Linked DNA regions of Callithrix jacchus: region 1 is linked to region 2. A link is a contact called in public Hi-C data. All regions are on one chromosome and are shown on one strand. The core of a region is the stretch at or near the end of the contact, and the rest is flanking DNA. Distances in the headings are between cores, read along the strand shown.

Region 1 (2,700 bases), core at 116-2,615, 190 kb before region 2:
ATGGCTCACAAAGCCAAAGATATTTACTAGCTGTCTTTTTAGGGTAAGTTTACTGACCCTTACCCTAAAAGGTCATGACTCTGGGTCTGGGATCAGTGGGTGGACTAGGCATCCTGTGTGCCTTCTTAAGTCACAGGCAATAGACATGTGCACTATATACATATTTTGTGTGCAATGGATCAGACTATTTCATCAATCTCCCAAAAGATTAAGAACCACTGGATCTGGAAGGTCTTGACACAAACAAACCTGCAATAAAGAAAGGTAAAAAGAGTTAGTCCATGATTTACCCTTTTAGTAGTTTCCTAGACTTGAGTTGAACAAGCAATTAGTACAGTACATGCTACTAATTCTTTTTAATGTAATTCAATTGTGAAATACTGAAGTCCACCAGGGAGGGGAGTTCTCTTTAAAGTCTCTAGTGTTAAGTAGAAACAACAGAAGTAGTCAAATACATCTTCAGTGTAAGATGAGCTTTGCCACAGGGAGGTGGATTATGTCTAAGGTTGTATCTCGCTCTGGTCAGCTGAATGCTTTATTCGCAAGGTGAGTCATTTGGTGCAGCCACTGTTCCGTGGCAGTGCAGGTTGGTGTGGCTTTTGCAGAAGCTTTTGGCAGCTTCTCCCCAGCTGGCATTGAGAACAGGATAATGGTTTGTGACATTTTTGCAAGGTAAGCACAGATGAGGCCAGGGACAGACTACTCAAGAAGGCAGTTCGGCATTTGTCCAGGGCCTGTGGGTTGTGACCTGTACTTCTGAGATGAGGCCAGGCAAGCAAGCTCCCTCTCCAGTGTTCTGACATCACCGGAATCCACCCAGCCTGTTTTGTGGCTGTGGCCCAAGTCCAGGGAAGCCCGAGGCATGGTTACTCTCTTTTCCTAATGATCATGACAAATGTAACTTTTGTTCTGTCATACATACCAAAAAAGATTGTACTGGCCTCTGAATGGCCTTTATTTCTTTTTGGGAAAATGACAAACAGTTGCTGGCTGGTAAAGGTTAGGGGAGCTTAACTTCAGTTGTAATTTATCACTGAATTAGTTAGGTTAACTACTGTCACACGTAGACCCCTAAATGTATGATGGATGTATGATGTATGAAGTTTCGTTTTCTTTATGAATATATTAGAGGGGTAGTCCTTTTCCAAACAGGATTCTAGGTAGCAACATGTGACCTCTAAGATCGCTTTTTGTGCAGTCCTCCCAGCCCAAAAGGAAAAAGAGCATGGAGGAAAAGCATGGAAGGATTTTTAAGGGTCAGCTTAGAATTGACATACGTCACTTCTGCTTATATTCCATGGATCAGAATTTAGTCACAGCCATACCTAGCTACAAGGGACGGTGAGGACTTAGTGTATCTATGTACCCTCTAAAGTCAGAGAGCATGGATTTTGATGAATAGTTAGTGATCTTGGTCACACCAGTTTCTGGTCTTAGAGAATTCTAGCGATGCCATTTATTTGTCTGGGAGATGTCTTATTTGTTCCACATTCATTTACTGAGTTGAGACTCTGTGCTCAGTGCTAGGGACATGGCAGTGAGAAGACAGCCCTTTCCATGATAGACCTTAACAATATAGCAGAGAAGTCAACAAATGGGAAATCACATTGTGATGCATGTTTGAAAGAAAAAATCCAGGATGCTATATATGGAGAAGGTCAATCATGAGGACCTGATAAAGTGATGTGTAACCCGAGGCTTGAGAGATCCGTAGGAATTGGCTTTGCCTTTGTGGGTAGCTGGGTCTGTGGGGTCATTTGACCACACACTTTTATCCAGCATGTCCTCTTGTCATGTTTTTCTTTTGCCAGTGTCCTTGCAGATGAATCATACTGACTATTTTTGCTGGAGATGGATTAGGTAGTTTAGCAGAAGTGGTTGTTAAGAAAGGGCATAGACAGATGGAGGACACGTAAGAATTGGAGATCTAAGCCTGGAGGTGCATTTCAAAAGGGAAAAGGAGCTGATAACCATGCATTTAAATGTCAAGGAAGGAAAATAAATAGTACAGGAGCCACCTGTTACTTGGAGGACAGTATTTGTCTTCTTACCCTTTGCTTTTCTTTCTCTTCCCCCATTTATTCACTTAATTTCTTTTCTTTCCTAGGTTCTGAGTTTTTCACCTTCCCTTGCCCCAACTTCTCCATGTCTTTTGATGGGTCACATGTTCTGTGGTGTAAATCACCCATTCATTAGCTGATCCTGATATAGAAAGCCATCTCATTCAGCTTGGCCACTGTATTTTTCCAGACTTTATTTCCCCCAACAGTATTTATAAACCCTATGTTCCGACTAAGCACATGACTTGACTCACTGGAATTTGTTCTGTTCTCTCACCCTTTTCTGACTTCTCCACTCTTCCAGTTCCATTTGTCCTTCCATACCCACTACTTCCTTCATTAAGTTGTCCCACTTCTCACTTCCTTTCTGCTCTCTTCTCTACCACCTCCTCAACCCAGCCAAAGAAACCTACTTTTACCCTCAACTTCCACAGTTCTTTGTACCTCATTAATCACTTTTGACTACTGCTTGAAACTTTTGCTGACCCTTGAACAACACAGCTTTGAACTTTGCAGGTCCACTTACATGCAGACTTTTTCCAACCCACAGGTAGATTGAAAAGATTCATGGGATCTGAAACCTGCATACATGGAGGGCTGACTTTTCACATACTTGGAATCTGCAGACCCAACTCGGGAC
Region 2 (2,700 bases), core at 122-2,621:
CTGGTTACCCTAGTTTTGTGGCTTGTTTGGTAAATTTTGATAGAAGGTAAGTAGCATCTTCTTTCATCCTGGGTTTTAAGATATCAATTTTCTTTCCACATCGGACATACTTCCCCTCTTCCAAAATGCTTTTGACTTGCTGTCCTCTTGGAGGTGATTGGTGTTCTCTGCTTCTGGTGCTCTGGCCTTCTTAACTCAAAAGAGAGTTCAGAACCTTTGGCTAAAAGCTACCACAAAACATTCTGAACAAAGGGCAAGGTGCAATGCAATCTTCAGAATAAGTTACATAGAACAAAACACATCAAAATCAAACAGGATTTTAAAGCATAAAACCAACAGCAGGGCTATTTCTTATAAGGAATCATAAGGCAGCAATCTAATCAGCACATAGTTCTGCCAGCACAAATGATGTTTCTTAGCTTTTTTTCACATAATGATGTAAAAATCAAGACACGTCAAAAGTACACATATATATCAAAAAGAAAATCATTTGCCTTTTCTGGGATTTTTCTCCCATGCCGATGAAAAACTGTGTCAAGACACTTCTAGATATATACACAAACATCAAGGGAATATGAAAGAGTGTAGAGCTCAGCTGAGGCATAGATACCTTTGGACTCAGGAAATCCAATGATATCAGCTGTTGATTAGGGGAGTAGGTAACATCTTATAAAGAGAAATAACTATCTTACATGGTGAAATTGGTGTATTGAGGAAGCAAATAAGTGAAGATCGTTTTTCAAAAGATTTTATGATCCTTATTACTTGGGAAAAATTTCCCAGAATGATAGATAGATCTTGTAGAACTATTTCCATCCACATCCCTGAATTTCCAAGCCACTGAAGAAAAACAATACAGAGATTGAAAAAACCTGATTGTTGTCTACTTACCTGGAACCAACTGTTGCTGGAAAAAGAACTTAGCCATTAGGTTAGTAATGGTTGGTGTGGTTGGATAATAAATTCTTATTTCTCATCCCATTTTTCTCCCCAGCCATTCTTGGTATTATTAAAAAATACAAATTTTGTCCTCCTTTTTTAAAGATTAGTTGCCTATTATTAAGAGAAGCATCCTATTTTCATTATTATATAATTCCTCACAAGTACAAAGGGTCTACTTTGATTGTAGAAAATCGCCCTTATAAACAGTAACAGTGAAGAACAATTATTGTCACTCATTTGCCAGTGTGATATGGGTTGTGGTCCAATGAAGCCCCCTAGTGGTCAAGAAGACTCACTCAACTTGGATTTTCCTCGTGTCATTTCATTAAAAAGAGACTGTCACTGGACGGTTCACAAAATGTCTACTGTGCAGAAGCTTTAGCCTGTGCTTTGAGGATCTGCTTACCCAAAACCTTTTTCAACTCTCTTGAGAGTTGATATGTTGAGTTTCAAATCCTCAAGGAGCAAAAGCCAGGATGAGTATTAGAGGTTTGGGCACAGTAGTTGCAGTGACAGTTGTAGTCTTTGAGTTGTGTGAAAAATGGTTGTCACTCATAGCTAGGGAGAGGCTGAGCTAGTCTGAGACAAAGCTGGACCTGACAGCAGAGCTAAAGATGTTAGCATCTTTTTTCTAGAAGGCAATTTGGAAAAAAAAAATGTAGTGTGTAGGAAGCCAATGAGAATTTAAGTTTGGCTACAAACTTCAGGGGAATGTAAATTTACTTGAGGGACTGGTAAATTTACATTCCCAGTACTCTGGATGGCTGAGGTGGGTGGATCACCTGAGGTCAGGATTTTGAGACCAGCTTGACCAACAAGGTGAAACCCCATCTTTACTAAAAATACAAAAATTAGCTGGGCGTGGTAGCGCACATCTGTAGTCCCAGCTACTTGGGAGGCTGAGGCAGGAGAATCGCTTGCACCCAGGAGGCAGTGGTTGCAGTGAGCCAAGATTACACCACTGCACTTCAGCTTGGGCAACAGAGCGTGACTCTGTCTTCAAACAAACAAACAAAAAACTTACTTGAGGCGTATTAGCTAAGTTCAGAAAGCTACTGTACAAAATAAACAAAAAGCTCAACTCTAGAAACTGTTTTGCTGAAGGTGAGTGATACAAAGTTAGATAATTTTTATCTTCTGTTTAGCCAAAAATCAGATGTCGCTTGAGCTGTTATGATTATGACTATTTTTAGTATTAAATTGCTACAGAAAGAGGAACCAGTCAAAATAATGCCATTTTTCCATCTTCATAAACCTGCCATCTGTAGTATTTAGCTGTCAGTCCTTTGTTAGTCATTTCCTTTTAGCCATGCATTAAACCTCTTGCCTATTTCACCAATGGTAGCAGATTTAGTGTGATTGTAAGAACAAAAAACATAGCAGCAGCAGCAACCACAGTAACCACATATTACCTATACTCCAATCCACAGAATTTCCTCCCGAGATACATAAATGGACTGTTGCTGAGAATGCAATGGTCTACAAAACGTGTGCATTATTCCTGTAGTTCATTTGAGTGCTGTTGATGAATGCAAGCTAATTCTAATATGTACGTATTGTACCCGGAAAAAATGTGTCATTGTTAAATTAGCATTCTCTCATGCCTGGCGAGCGAATAAAAAGTCTGCAAAATGCAGCTCTTAGGAGAGCCTTTGTCAACCTCACACAGCGGCGTCTATTCCCTTGTCTCTCCACATCGATAATGCGGCAAATGCAATGCACTTTGCGGCCTTCTCATTGTTAGAGAGGCGAGAGGTC

What was found. A called contact is a pair of places that touch in the nucleus more often than the background predicts.
Region 1: a Hi-C map of induced pluripotent stem cells shows a contact between it and region 2, with 2.9 times the contacts expected there. The contact joins two enhancer-like sites. A contact is called at or near these places in 2 of 3 Hi-C or Micro-C datasets (induced pluripotent stem cells and skeletal muscle).

What each region holds. Positions count from the first base shown.
Region 1 is chr6:118,148,391-118,151,090 of calJac240_pri, reverse strand. The region is part of intron 2 of ANKRD44 (ankyrin repeat domain 44); the gene reads left to right. Among named protein-coding and RNA genes, the nearest start is that of ANKRD44, 130 kb to the left of the region's middle. Within about 2 kb of position 1,365, at least 2 of the 16 cell types and tissues checked have an H3K27ac peak or open chromatin away from gene starts, as enhancers often do.
Region 2 is chr6:117,959,077-117,961,776 of calJac240_pri, reverse strand. The region is part of intron 18 of ANKRD44 (ankyrin repeat domain 44); the gene reads left to right. Among named protein-coding and RNA genes, the nearest start is that of PGAP1, 85 kb to the right of the region's middle. Within about 2 kb of position 1,371, at least 2 of the 16 cell types and tissues checked have an H3K27ac peak or open chromatin away from gene starts, as enhancers often do.